Linked DNA regions of Salmo salar: region 2 is linked to region 1. Evidence: chromatin contacts called from public Hi-C data. All regions are on one chromosome and are shown on one strand. Each heading gives the region's core, a stretch centred on a gene start, on an enhancer-like site or on the middle of the called end of the contact. The rest is flanking DNA. Distances are from core to core; before and after follow the strand shown.

Region 1 (7,904 bases), core at 3,040-5,539:
TATTTTTTCAGTGCGTGAGATATAAGATGTGTGGCGTGTGAGCATGAGAAGAGGGTCAAATGTGTCCGTCTCATGCCCAATGCATTAGAGATGGCAGCCCGAGAGGGGTCTGTCTAGCTGCAGATATCATCTAACAGGCCCTGTATCTCCCAGGCCCCTCTCCAAAGCCAGGACGGTCACTTGCGGGCCTGACACATTTTTTTTCTGTTTACCACAGAGAGGATAGCGTCCAAACGACTGACAACTGACTTTAGGTCAAAACTAATACACAATGAACGTATAAACGGTACACAGTGTCCTTCGGCCCCGCCTGCCAAGCACTGATTTCCCACAGTTCAGTTAACCAGTGTTGCCAACTTAGCGACTTTGTCGCTATATTTAGCGAGTATTCAGACCCCTCTACCGACACATTTTTTAAAAATCGACTAGCAACAAACCTAGCGACTTTTTCTGGTGTTATTGGAGACATTTGGAGACTCTGACGCGAAAGCACGTATTGTTCTTACTCTTCTCAACGAGCAGCGGGTGCTGCCGTGGGCCTCAACCTATCCCAAAGCACTCCCAGGTGGCCCAGTCCTCTCGCAGCAGTCCCTCCCAGCTGCAGTCAGAGCAGGAGATGTTCACCCTTCCGCGTCCAGACTGCAAATGAATCGTGCATGCTGGCTTACATTCAGGGCGGGATGTAAATGTAAAATGTTCTATGTCTAAAATAAATCACTGCACAAAAATAAATCACTGCATTTGAATCACACAGCCTCAGTCACTTACTCACCTTGTCCACTGTGTGTGTACCTCTCTGTGACATAAGCTAAACATCTAGCTGGCTAGCTCATCATGTCTCAGTCTAAACTGTACAGTAAACTCAAAAATACAGAAAGGAGTGGGAATCAAACCCTGAATTCAAAGGCTGGTTGAAGCCGTTTATTGGAAATGATACACGGGCATACTGCCTGTATTGTAAGGCTGATTTCTACGCCAAACGTAGTGATGTAAAAAAAAAACACGACATCTCAAAAACATACTCAAAAGGCAAAGACTTATAACAGTTCTACCCAAAACAAGCTGCCATTTATGGTTAAAAGAATTGACTCTGCAAAAAAGGCTGAGGGCACCATGGCATTAGCTATCGCTGAACACTGTTCCATGCTGGCATGTGATCACATTGGAGAAGCATATAGAGCTGCTTTCTCAGACTCCACTGCTGCTACCCACTTCAAAGTGCACAGAAATGATTAATGGTGTTTTAGCACCATACTTTCTGAAAAAGTTGGTCGCAGATGTTGGTGACCAGCGTTTCAGCCTCCTCCTCGATAAGTCCACGGATGTAAGTGTTTCTAAGTACCTGGGGGGTTGTCATAAGGTACTTTAGTGACACCAAGCAGACAATTGTATCAACATTTCTGGGGCTTGTTGAGTTGGAGGGAGGAGATGCCAAATCTATAGCCCGTTCTGTTGTGGCTTTCCTCGAGAAGTGTTGTCTTAAAAAATAATCTCCTGGGGATAGGGACTGACAATGCCTCTGTTATGATGGGAATTAACAATGGGGTCCATAAAGTGCTGAAGGAGGAGTATGGCCTCAAATATCTGGTTCTTATTCGCTGTGTGTGCCACTCTCTGCAGCTTGCTCATTTGTAGGTCTTAACATATTTAGGGTGTTGTTACTGACTTTTTGTCTCTCCCACTACGTTATTTCTCTCTCCTACAGCGTCCATCACAATTACATGCACATGGCCAATTATTCAAATTAGGTGATGACGTCATTTAGCGACTTCTAGCGACTTTTAGGACAGCCAATAGCTACTTTCCTTACTGAGGAGTTGGCAACACTGCAGTTAACGTTACGGCGAGTGAAGTAGCTAGCTAGATGGCTAGGACACCGGTACGCAGTGTCCTTCGCCCCCGACTACCAAGCAATGTTTTCCCGCAATTCTTTTAACGTTATCTGGTATCCAACGCATCGACGGATTTCACATAAATGTTAAGCTAAAACATTGCACATTAGGTACACTACAATGATGACATAGCCTCAACGAGAACTCGGATAATACTTTTATTTCCCGTTTGAGCCACAATCCAATCGCATAGATACTCAAGGGAAATCCAGAATATCAAAAGTGTCAGTTAATAAACACAAGCATTAAGATCCCTGCAACAAAGAGTACAAGCTGTATTCCTATACTAACACTCATTCAGCCATTTTCATTCAACACTGAAAATTCATTCCACCAGTACAGTAGGTAAGTCATATCATTGAGGGGTTGTGGTGTTGGAGAGGGGTTTAGAGATGAAGGGTCTGATAGATGATGTCTACAGTTGAACTCGATTGGGCAGCCCTGCAACACACTCATGATCCCACTGCCTACCTGTCTTACTGGAACCGTCTCTCTGCATGGGAACATTTTCACAGTTCGACACGCCGTTCATCCTCAGGCAGAACAAATTAACTTAGAACACGGAACTTAGAACAAATGTCTTACTATTCTCCCAGGTTTCAATGAGACCTGGGATTCCTTCTCTCCCTCGTGTTTTTCTCAACTAAGTTTAATAATAACGCCGGGAGAGAGGAGAGAGATGTGAAAAAAGGGACTGTTTGCAGTCTTTGTCTTTGTCAAGCGGGTTTAGCTGTGGGATGGTTCAGAAGCTTACAAAAACAACCCTATTATCACCGACACAGATAATTATTTGTAATCAAAACAAAATACTAAATCTCATTTACTCAAATGTATTTGTGGAAGTTTATACTTAATGTACATCAACATTGAATTTGACCTGATGTTGACTGTCATTATGTGAATGGTTGTGCATGTTAACTCATATTTGACGTTACCCTATCTGGAACGTCTGAAACGTTCTGCACACATAACAGGCTATGCGTGAGTCACTTACTAGGTAGCACATACAGTAACATCCTTCTCTAGAATGACTCCACTCAGACTGGGATGCAATGCTTCAGTGGAAAGATTCAGTGTAGGGCATCCTTCCTCCGGCATCCTAGATATCGCCCTGTTATTGTCGGTCTGTCTCTAGCACGCTGTAAGATACTGGAAGGCAAACTCTCCTATTAAAATGCTTGTGTTGAATAGCCTGCCTCATTGAAAACCCAAAGCCTCCATGACCTACATTAATCTCTCTCTCTCTCTCTCTCTCTCTCTCTCTTTTCTCTCTTACATCTCTCTCTCTCTCTCGTTCTCTCTCTTTTTCACGCGCGCACACACACACACACATGCACTCTCGCAGACACACTTCACACACGTAGGTAAACACACACTTGCAGGGACACACACTCTCATATACACACACACACACACTCAGAGTGGATCAGGCAGATGTGCTTTGAGCTTGTTGAATGAAAAGGTTGAACTCAATTCACATTTTATTCCTCATTTACCTGGTCCCTTTTTCAATGTCATTCTCTCTCGGTCTCTCTTTCATTCTCTCTGTTTCTCCTCACCTGTCTCTTGCTCTCTATCTCTCTCGCTCTCTATCTTTTTCTCTCTCGCACAATTGCTTTCTTTCAGTGTTTCTTTTTTCATCCTCACAGACATTCTTATGCTCCTCTGTCTGTCTTCCTCTTTGTTTCTCCTCATGTAGAGGCACTTAACCGATATTGGCTTAGCAGATGTGGTTGGCCATTACACAATGTAACAATCTGATGTTGGCATATCAACATTTATTTCATATCCATACTGATAATGTTATTGCATTTTTTTTTCTCTTTCCTCAGGAGGTCCCCTGTGGCCACTCAGCCTCCCATCACCAGAGTCTGTTTGCCAGGTAAGACCACAATGCACTGCTCTCTCCTACAATGCATCTTCTGTCCCAAAAACAGTGATATTGGTTTGTCTGTCCATCTGTTTGCCACTGACTGTTGTTTGAATCAGCCTTAAAACACTGTCTCAATGTCAAGACTGTTCTCTTGGTCTCTCGTCTCTGCGATCTTTCTCTCTCTTTCTCCTTCTTTCCCTCTCTCTTCTCTTGATTTCTTGTCTACGTGACCACCCTCACACTTGAACCCTGAGACCTCAGCCCCGACCCTTTCCCCCCTCTCATCGGTTCAGATACACCTCCTCCCCACCCCCAGCCTATATTTAGTCTGTATTTATCGCTGGGAAGTTCCAGGAAACCTTTCACTCTCGCCACTCTATCCTAATGTCTTTATCTTCTCACTGAAAATACAACAGCATGTGAATCCTGCTCATTAGAAATGTACTGGACCCATTATTAGGGAGTTGAGACTATGGTGTGTGCGTGATTGGGAACTCCTTACTGTGTCCTTGAGCTTAATGCTCTCAGCCTACACTACGTCACTAGCTATCAAACTGTGTACATGGGTGATAGTGTGAGTAGCGCAGGCTGCCATAACAACAAGGCCTTTTTGTCACACACACACACACACACACACACACACACACACACACACACACACACACACACACACACACACACACACACACACTTGAATGGTGAGACAAGAGCGATAGAGGAGCTCTCCGCAATGTTGATTAAACATAGCAGGAGAAGTGTGGGATTTCGTTAGTGGTTTGCGTCACAATGAAGGAGACTGGGATGCCATTGAGTCTCCTGCTACAGACAGTCATAACACAGGGAGCTTACTTTCATGCCTCTCATTCCTCTCACTGTGTGTTATCCTAAACACTTCCAGTCATTGGACTTACAATACAAGGAATGCAAGGACAGAGGAGTCCACTTTTTTGTTGGCCCGGTTGATTTACGGGATTAATAACATTGACTTCATCATTCTGGTTAACCTGTATTACAGAAGTAAGCCCTTTTACTGCATCTGTCTCATTTTTAAGTGGTTTGACTACTGTGCCTAGTTCCCAGAGAAAGAGAAGACAGATTGAAATAGAGAAGAGCAAGTGCGTGATGTGAGAGTGCATGTGCGTCCATATGAGTAGGCCTACATTTGCATGTCTGTATGTGCAAGTGCGCAGTGTGTACGTGTGTGTGTATGTGTGTGTGAGAGAGTGCATGTGCGTCCATATGAGTAGGCCTACGATTGCATTTCAGTATGTGCAAATGCGCAGTGTATGTGTGTTTAGAGTGCAGTCCTGCACAAGTGTGTTTTGTGTATCGGAGTGTGTGTGTTCAAGCGGGTGTGTGTATATGAGCGGGTGTGTGTGTGGGTGTGTTGCTGTGGGAAGGGAGGTGTTCCTGTTTGACAGTGGTGCGGGGCCCTGATTGACGTCAGCCCGCCTGCATGTGGCTTTTGTTGACTTCCTGTCAGCGCAGATGGACAGACCAGCACTTCCAGTATCTGGAGAGGGAGAGCTCATCAGGTGTGTGTGTGTGTGTGTGTGTGTTATGTGTGTGTGTGGGGGGGGGTGTGTTTCCAATAAGCAGATTACGCTACGAAGATTATTATGACCTATTGATTAAGTCCATCCAGGGTCGTGCGCTGTCAGTCTGATACTTGATGCGTTTTCCTATCAGTAGTTTTAGTTCAAAGTCTCCTCAGAGAGCATCATCACTAGCAGACTGCTGGTAGTAGCACAGGAGTAATTGACTGCAGTGCTGAAGGGTTGGACATTTTGATTGGAGGTGTTTTACCTTCATTGAGCTCATTGTGAATGATCAGATAGGCAGTCTGCACTCACCCAATCCTCCAATAATACATTTGTCCTCACTTGCTCAGGTTAGCTTAGGTCATATCTAGACACAAGGCTAGTTGATGAGACGTTCACATATTGTAGCTGAAGGCTTTGACCGGACGTGCTACCTGTCCCAGACCTGCTGTCCCAAACCTGCTGGAACCCTGACCTGTTCACCGGACGTGCTACCTGTCCCAGACCTGCTGTTTTCAACTCTCTAGAGACAGCAGGAGCGGTAGAGATACTCTCAAAGATCGGCTATGAAAAAGCCAACTGACACTTACTCTTGTGTTACTGACTTGTTGCACCCTCGACAACTACTATGATTATTATTATTTTACCATGCTGGTCATTTATGAACATTTGAACATCTAGGCCATGCGCTGTTATAATCTCCACCCGGCACAGCCAGAAGAGGACTGGCCACCCCTCATAGCCTGGTTCCTCTCTAGGTTTATTCCTAGGTTTTGGCCTTTCTAGGGAGTTTTTCCTAGCCACCGTGCTTCTACACCTGCATTGCTTGCTGTTTGGGGTTTTAAGCTGGGTTTCTGTACAGCACTTTGAGATATCAGCTGATGTAAGAAGGGCTATATAAATAAATTTGATTTGATTTGTTGTCGGTTACCTTCTGCATAGCTACTCTGCATGAAGCCACCAGGAACATGACATCACCCTCTATTCATCACTCCCTCAAGAGAGTGAATTATAAGGGTGCCGTTTTTTTCAAAAGGACCTACAGTACGGTATGTGTGCACAACATTTTGGGATGGGCCTAGTAAAAACATGTCATTTAAGTCTTTTTTAAAAATGTGTTACCTTTTTAATTTGGCATGAACACAACCAGTCATGATGTTTTCATCTTATTGCCGATCAAATCACTTCAAACAGTAGGCAACCTGCGCATTTTTCGCCGAATAATTCCATCATCCAAAAAGTGCACCGTGCACTCGCGTCGTTTGATGAACTGAAAGAAACACCTTTTACGAAACACCCCAAAATGTAATGAAATTGGGTGATTGTCATTGGGTCTACACTCTTTTAGCCTTAAATTCATTGATGCGTCTTGCTCACAAATTACCTTTTTTGTAGAAAGAAAAATTGGGACACCTGAAAGAGGCTAAAATACAGGACTGTCCCAGGATGACAAGTGCAGACGCATGAAAAAATGTATGAAAATGTAAACCTTGAAACAGAGACGGGGGTGTTAGTTTAATTTGGAATACGTTTTTATTATGATATTTACCACTGTAGCAGTACAAATTGCATTGCATTTTAAACAAATAGGACAATGGTCAAATTAGCATTATTTAGAGACCCCCACTAAAGTTTGACTTTGTAACATTTAGGGGGGTTCATGTCTCCTTCAGAGGGTCTGACAACCCCCTGGGCCCCCCGTCATTTGCACTCTGACTCCCTCACCTCTGTCCCATTGCAGATCCTCTTTTCTTCCCATGCTCTGAGAGGTTGAATTCCCTCTTCCACCTGTACCCCCCCATCCCCTCTATGACAGTGGGTGATGTAACTCAACACCCAACCCTGTCTTTTTCTGTCTCGCCCTGGAGACAATGAGACAGAGGAAAAGAGTGATTCCTGTCCCATCCTCCCTCTGTCTGCTCCCCCTCTCTTTACGGGCCGGCGGAGGAGAGGAAACGGAGGGCAGGAAGAGGGGAGCAGATTGATCCTGTTATTGGCCTGTTGTCCCTGTCGTAAAGGAATGCGCTGGACGGACTGACATAACCCAGGAGGTGTTTTTGTGTCTGGCAGGCAGGGAGGCAGTGTGTGTGTGTGTGTTGCCACTGTGTTTGCTCACTCAGCGGACTGGGGGAAAAATAGGATACAGACAGACAAAGGGCCATTGTCTCTATGCCCACACCGCACAAACACGTAGGCGCTGGTAGAAAACACACACACACACACACACACACACACACACACACTGGTCTGCGGTCTGCACACTCGCAGTTCATGCAATGTCATGGCACGAGCTGTGATAAGTGTTAGGGACAGGGCCTCATCATCTCCTCTGTTATTGTTGTGTATGTTGTACAGCACGGGAGAGAATGGAAAAATCCACAAGACTGTGTACTATATCTTGTACAGTAGAGAATGGAAATAACCACACACAGACTCCATAAGGTTATCAGGACCTGATGTTCTTATCACAGTGAGGACCAGCGCAGCGGGGACTGTTGTCATAACTTCCCACCGGCACACTAAGTGACACGCGCCATGTAGCGCACACCGCAGCGGCAGGGCATGCAGGGAATTGGAAAAACCCAAGTGCAGTTTCTC
Region 2 (7,904 bases), core at 1,432-3,931, 95 kb after region 1:
TGTAAAACTTACGTATTTTTGCTTGGTATACATTTTGAAGTGAAAAGGTGAGTCACAGTATCACTCTGTTACTGTGGAATTGCCTATAATTAGCTTTGAAGTGTATTACTTTATTAATGGCTGTCAGCCACATCAGCTGTTATGTGCCATACTGTATATATGACATTATAGAGGAGTTTTCCATATGTTCTGGTACTCCTACAAGACTTTTCATGAATTTTCAATCCCGAAATGAACTGGCAGACAGATGGATGTCATGGGTTGAAGTCCCCCCCCCTCTCTCTCTCTCTTTGCCATAGTGGACCATTTATCTGATTACTGAGGGAGTTTTTAATGAGGACTAAGAGTCGAGTGGCGTACCAGAGCTAAGAGGCCCCTGACGCAGCCTGGCTCCACTCTGGGCCCCTTGGCAGGCATCACAACCACCACGGCCCTCCTCTCCTGGCCTGGCTAACTCTCCACACACATGCCCACTTTGAGAGAATCTAGCAGCTGGTCAATGTTTATTACGCAACCCTGAGATCTACCACATGAAAAAGCCTTCTGGAATCGCACAACATCGTTAGAACAGAGGGAAAGAAAAGGAAGAAAACCAGAACCAACATTTTTCTGATAGGGTTGAGTAATTGTCTTTTGGCAGAGCGAGCGGTGGTCATTTAGCGAGGTCGATTTGGGCTAAGGTGGTCGATTTGAGACGTCTGTCTGTCTCACCATTGAAAAATCTTGATTTCCATTTTGGAAGTTATCTACAGTTAGCTAGCTAGGCGACAGCCGGTCTGATTGATTAGCCTGAGTGGATTACATAAGATCTGTTGAGTCAGGGCTCGCTTCGGAGTGTCAGATTGAAATGTCATAGCAGGTTCAACAGACGCTTACACTGTATCTTTCCTAACTCCGAGGGTTAGACAGTTATCATCTGACGTGTGTGTATGTCGTCTCGTCTATTGTAACAGGATCCTTGTACACATAGGCCTCTCATTCCTCTCTGTAACACACTGGCCCACTTGACTATGCATAATGACCAGTCACAGGGGTCATACTGATTCTAATGTTTAGCTAGTGTTCCTGCTCCTCTTCCATACCCTCGTAAATCAGACATGGTCTTGGCATGGTCGCTCATACTGTCAGCTCTCTGGCTTGGCCTCTCTGGTAGAAAGAGAAGTTTGAAATGGGTATCAATTAGGGGTGGCACAATTACTGTATAACTGTGTAACCGACGGTTATGGATGAAGACCGTCATGAAAATAAAATAACAGCTGACAAGTAGACGGGACGGCGAGGCATTCGTGCGGTTGAGTTCGTTTCTGCGATAACATGGACTCTTAACGACATGATTCAACTTTGTTGCCGCTTGCTGAAGCAAGCAAAGTGTTGTAGCAAATTATTAATAGAATGGGCTTGGAACTTCTAACCATAAAGATCCTATTCATAGATTGCAACTCCGTCACTTGGTCGCATTGCGCCATTGTTATGAACGTTCTCAAGCCGCACTCTACCTCACTCTCAAGCCGCACACTCTATGACGCAATCATTTCCATGGTAATATAGAATGTTCGTTCAACTGATGTTATCTGATGTGGCTCATGCAATAGAATCTATTTCTTGTAATGTCAGTTGAGTTGAATCAGCAAATCACAGCACATATTGATATGTACACGTCCTGCTTCTATTTCCTGCTCTGCTCCTATTGGTACACTCATTGGCCGCCAGTCCACCCATTATGCCATCATTGACTTGAATGGGGAACGGGCATTCTATTCATTCTATTTCTATGGCAACACATGCGGTCAGGAGCAGAGGAAAGGAGAAAACATACTATTCGAGCGGTTATTACGTAGACCAGTAACCATCCAGTGGCCAGTAACCGTCATCCAAAATTCCATGACCGTCACAGCCGTAGTATCAACAAAAACAACAGGATGTTCAACACGGAACTGTGGTTCCCTCTGGGTATTATATTAGGCAACACATGATGTTGATGTCCCATTAGCTTGTGGTATATGAGCAGACCTTGTTTTAAATACGATTTGAAATCTTTGCTCTACCCTGCCAGATAGGCAGGTTTTGCTGTTTTGGGACTATTTTATTTATCTATTAAGCCTGGCAAGCTCAGTCAAGCGCAGTATTTTAAATGTATTTAAAATTATTTTGAATTGTATTTGAACCCAAGTCTGAATGTGAGAAGAGGACTCAGTCTGCCAGCCAGGGAGAGCCATGGAGAGTTCAAGGCAGGGTTGAGGATGGGAAATTGTGAGGGAGCGGAGCGCCAAGCAGGCCGGGTGGGGTGTGAGTTTTGGGTGTGCTTGCCTGGGAAAATTCCTCCTCCCCTCCCGTCTTCTGTCCTGTGTTGCACAGTTAAACCCTGCAGCATAAACAGACTGATCCTAGAGCTTTACTCTACATAAAGGTCTGACACCTACACCACACCGTCTGCAACCCAAATGGCACCGTATTCCGTATATGGTGCACTACTTTTGACCAGGGCCCACGGGGCTTTGGTCAAAAGTAGTGCGCTATGTAGGGAATAGGGTGCCATTTGTGACGCAGTCACCATCACACCACTGCCTGGCCGTGAGAGAGATAGAAAAAGGGATGTTTGTGTTTTGTGTCCTAGTCAGAGCCTGTTCAGACCTGTCCTTATGACGTTATTAGAACGGTGTCTGAATACCGGAGCATAAATAGCAGGGATAACACCCGAGCTGCTGATGCAGGGATGATGCACACGTACAAGTATGCACAGATGAACACGCACACCCGCGGGAGTCATCAACCATGAATAATCAATCTCTGGTGTGTAGAAAGAATAGGGCCCTATAAAATCAGTTTTATTTTTTACTAAAAGATTCCATTTTAATGTATGCATTCTGTGATTCCGTCCGTGTTCTCCGCGTCGCGGATTTGACAGGGCCCTAATGGAAGAAACAGTTGATTCTGGAAGAGGAACGGTAGATCCTAGGGCATCACTCAGGCTGGTCTGTGTGCGTAGGTTTGTGCCTTTACTCTACAGGCATTCCTGCACTGTACAGAGGCTGTTAGTCTTCCTCTTCTAACCCAGACTTTTAAAGTGGACTTCAAACTCATGGCGTTAGTCTGTAAATGTCATAGCTGAATCATTTTACCCAGGTCTCCCCATGGCATGCAGAGGCAGGTGGAGCGGTGTGAGGTAGCGAGGTGAACTGTTTCAGTAGTGCAGCGGTGAGCCGAGGCTCTCCGTATGGAGTCAGGGAGAGAGAACATATGCTTTATTATGTGACACATTTCAGCTGGTGTGAAGTAACTCGCTGACGAGTATGACTGTAGGCGCAGGGCTGCCAGGAAGGTTTATGTGTGTGTCCCTCCGATATCTCCTGCTGTTATTCGCTGGAGGGAAGCTCCCACATGATGTTCCGGCCTTTGGTGTGTGTGGTTGTTTGTGTGTATTATGTGTGGGCGTGTCCAATATTCACATTCTCTCTCTATTGGCTCCATAAGGGACAGAACAACATAGCACAGATGCACCTTGCATCATAGCATAGAACAACATTACAGAGCACCACAGTATTAGAGCACCAGTCAGTAGTCCTACAATAGGACTCACCCCAATAGCACCAGGGCTCCTGCCAGTTAACCTAGGAATTATAGGACTCCATCTCCATGGAGACCAGCCATCGGGGCCTGAAAAGGGGGCCAGGTCAGAATAGTCTTGGACTCGGCGGAGCTCACACCCCCGTCATTAGGTTTTTAGGCTGCTGAGTACTTCACTGTGTACACAAAACCCATATTAGCATCCTCGTGGGTGGCCAGTCAGAGCGAGAGACTGACAGAGGAGAGAAAGAGATTGATATGGTTATGAAAGTGTGATCGTTTATGGATCATTTCTGAAACGCCATTCCATTTATAATTGTATAATGCTTAGAGGTGTAACTTTCTACTTTTAGCCTAGTGGTGATGGCCTGCTATGCCTGAAAAACATCACACTCTTTCCTGATATAATTTTTGCCCTTTTGAATCTCCTTTGAAACGTCCTCAAATCACGTCAGTTGTTAACTCCGTTTTGAGGGTTTGGGGAAACTAGCTCATCAGAGCAGGCAGTGTATTGTATACGTATGTTTAAAGATGGGATCTGATATTGGAGTGAGTAATGCTGTATGTTTATACAGACCTGGCCCCTGTGGACGTGCTAATAGGTTCTGAGTAAGAGGAACACTTTGGGTTGGTGTTGACATCACCTCATTAGTTCAGGCTGCAGACCAGACCACTGAGCGTCACACACACTGGTGACTAACCAATCTTTTCCACTCGGTGTGTGTTTAAACTGTGGATCAGATAAAAAAAATAAGGCTGAGGGTAAACTGAGATGTCACCGTCATCACATTTGCCACTGAACTGGTTCTACTGTGCCCTATACTATGAATCAGGCTTGAGGAGGTAACTTTGGTCAACTCGTGAGTTCAACTCAGGATAACTGGTACCACGAAAGTGTCTCACCTTTTAGCCAGGTACATTTCATTGGCAACAAATCTAACTGACCACAACCACATAACTGTTGACCACAACCACACAACGTCTGACCACAACCAGACTACTGCTGACCACATCTAGTGACCACAACTACTGACCACAACCACTCATCTTCTGACCACACAACTACTGACCACTCAACTACTTACCACAATTACTGACCACAACCACACAACTGCTGACCACATCTTGTGACCACAACTACTGACCACAACCACATATATTTTGACCACACTTCTAATCACCATAACTACTGAACACCACAATTACTGACTACAACCACACAATTACTGACCACAAAACTACTGACCACCACAATTACAATTACTGACCACAACTATTGAACAACATCTATTGAACAACAACTAGTGACCACAAAACTACTGATCACAACTACTGCTCTGGTCTGCGCTAGCTCTGGTCCTGGGTGTAGCTAGCTAGCTGTGCATCGCACTAGCTCTGGTCTAGCTCTGGTCTGTGCTATAAAGTATATCTACATAAATGTGCATGCATATAATTACTACCAACAATAATTGTAACTCTTGAACTGTTCAGGCTAGATACACCAAACCTCAAATTCATGAAAAACTTTTATGAACTAATAACTATATACATTTGAATAATTTAACCCACCAACAGTAACTCTTAAATTGTTACAGCTACATACACCAAACCAGCTTTCACATGTTCAGGCTATCCTAACTTCAAATGATGTAAATATTTTATCAACTATAGACATTTGCGTAAAATAACACACCTACATTCGTTCATGAACCGTTCAAGCTAAAGACACCAAACCGACTTCCACATGTTCACACTATCCTAACGTCAAAGTCTTAACATGTTTTACTGTCTATCACTATAGAAATTAGCATAAAATAACCCACCAACAATAACTCTTAAACCGTTCAAGCTAGATACAACAAACCAACTTTCATATGTTCAGGCTATTTTAACTTTTCATCTACCTGCTTTTTCAACTATAACCAGTCCCCATCATTACTACTGCAAACAGTATCACTACTATAACGTTCTTCTAAACCATACATACTTTAAAACTGATTTGCTTTAAATAGTAAAGTAAAACATTTTAAACATTTACCATTACCACAAAAATACTTTTTAAAGAGTTAAAGCAAGTCCCATCAATTGTACTTCATGTACAATTACAATCTAGTTGTTATTATTATAATATGCATATGGACAGGGCTTTTCCCAGATTACATGACCTAAGGCCTAGAGTTTTGTGCTGGCCAGGTAGAGAGGAAAAACTGTAGGGGTCTGTAGTCTTACAGAGTGTTATTTAGTGTAGACTGTGGTAGATGCTAAGTAGAGAGAGGCTCCACAATAAACAGAACCAATCTGGGGAGTAAACCGTAAACATATTGTTTCTGTGAAGAGGTGGGCTCACTGCTCAGTCTTACTGGAAGAGGCATGGTGTGTTGCTACCATCACATACAGCAGTTATCCCTTATTAGTTTAAGACCATTGGGACCACTGCAGGAAGATAAAGCACCAATGTCCCCAGTGAGTCGTCACACTGAGTCAATGTGTCCAGATGTTCTCCTCTGAAAGGGAAGTCCATTCAGCTCCCCTGGCCCTTGTGCTGTGTGTCAGGTCTCTGTCTCAGCCCTGAACGGCAGCAGGCAGCAGCGTGGCTCTTCTTGCAGGTTGCCGTGGCGATCCACAAGTCCCCCCTCACCCCTCTGTCAGCACTGGTGATGAGGAATGCTGATTAGGAAGCAGTGGGCTCAAACCAAAACATTCCACCAGGCCAAGCGAGAGCGAGAGTCAGCAAGGCGGTGATAAGACTGGGCTATGTCCATGTGCCTACGTGCCGCTCGGCCAGCCATGTCCTCTGTTTGTCTTGCCCACAGTGACCTAATGACACAATGACACCCCAGACACAGCTCACTTTGCCCTGCCCAAGGGAGAGGGAGAGACTTGGGGTAAGGGTGGGGTTATCCGGGCCTTTTAGGGTAATTAGCATCCACTTACTGGTTGTTGGTCTGCTGACGTTTGATTGGTTTGTTTAGTCTGTTGCTGATGGGGTTTAGCTCTGCCTGTAGTGAGACTGGGACACACACTACCTTAAAGGCCCAGTGCAGTCAAAAATGTGATTTACCTGTGTTCTACATATATTTCCACACTGAGGTTGGAATAATATTGTGAAAATTATGATGCCTTTTGAGTGTATGAGCTGTTTGAAAAGACTGCCAGGAATTTCAGCCTGTTTTGGTGGAATGGAGCCTTGGCCTTTCCATGGTGACATTACCATGTGGTAAATTAGTTAATAGACCAATAAGAAAGAGAGTTCCAAACCTCTCTGACAATAACAGCTAGTTTTCCCCTCCCCACTCAGATCACTCCCTGACAGTCCTAGCAAAATTATTACTTAAAAAAATTGCTAATTGCTAAGAAGTAGGGTTGTGAATGTTTAAAACGTTAAAACAAAAATGTGATTGTTGTTAACGTTAAGAAAAATATTACTTTTTTTCTACAAAAGAAAAATCACAGTGTAGTTATCACAAAACATATTCATAGTTTCTTTTTCTCCCCAATTTCGATCTTGTCTCATCGCTGCAACTCACCAACGGGCTCAGGAGGCGAAGGTCGAGTAATGTGTTCTCCAAAACATGACCCGCCAAACCGCGCTTCTTAACACCCGCCCGCTTAACCCGGAAGCCAGCCGCACCAATGTGTCCAAGGAAACACTGTTCACCAGATGACCGAGGTCAACCTGCAGGCGCCCGGCCCGCCACAAGAAGTTGCTAGAGCACGATGAGCCAAGTAAAGCCCCCCCCCGGCCAAATTCTCCCCTAACCCGGACGACACTTGGCCAATTGTGCGCTGCCCTATGGGACTTCCGATCACGGCTAGTTGTGATACAGCCCGGGATCGAACCCGAATTGGTAGTGACGCCACTATCACTGCAATGCAGTGCCTTAGACCGCTGCGTCACTCGGGAGGCCCACAAAACCTCTTCTTAGCCATATTATAGCCTATAATATAATAGGCTATAAAGGCATTTAACTAAGTAGTGCTAAGCGATTAACCGAATTGTCGTTTTTTTAACACGACTAATTGACGGACGTGGGTTCAATTATTTGAATTCCATTTTGTAAATGTTTACATTTTTCTGGGAGGTCAATGCACATTGTGCAGTTTCTTTCGAGATAAATCAGATCAAGCCTGAACACCGATGTAGCAGGGAGTTGTAATTTACAACAGGACAATATTCTACATAGTTTAGCACAGAAAACATGGTAATTGACAACAATGACCATAAACCATTGCATGCCTACTCATCCGGTATGTGTTTCTTTTATGCCTGTTACGTTAAAGAGACAGAATAATGTGTGTTGAGAGGGATAGAGAGCAGTTGCTTCACAACTTATTTCTAC

The links. A called contact is a pair of places that touch in the nucleus more often than the background predicts.
Region 2: a Hi-C map of muscle shows a contact between it and region 1, with 5 times the contacts expected there. The contact joins two enhancer-like sites. A contact is called at or near these places in 2 of 3 Hi-C or Micro-C datasets (gill and muscle).

Annotation. Positions count from the first base shown.
Region 1 is chrssa23:10,229,507-10,237,410 of Ssal_v3.1, forward strand. It overlaps LOC106584037 (cAMP-specific 3',5'-cyclic phosphodiesterase 4B), which reads left to right. Exons shown (of 15, transcript XM_014168843.2): 7 at 3,725-3,774. Among protein-coding and RNA genes, the nearest start is that of LOC106583991, 88 kb to the right of the region's middle. Within about 2 kb of position 4,290, at least 4 of the 13 cell types and tissues checked have an H3K27ac peak or open chromatin away from gene starts, as enhancers often do. A contact at or near this core is called in muscle, where this site is marked.
Region 2 is chrssa23:10,326,215-10,334,118 of Ssal_v3.1, forward strand. The region is part of intron 1 of LOC106583991 (SH3-containing GRB2-like protein 3-interacting protein 1); the gene reads left to right. Among protein-coding and RNA genes, the nearest start is that of LOC106583991, 8.8 kb to the left of the region's middle. Within about 2 kb of position 2,682, at least 3 of the 13 cell types and tissues checked have an H3K27ac peak or open chromatin away from gene starts, as enhancers often do. A contact at or near this core is called in muscle, where this site is marked.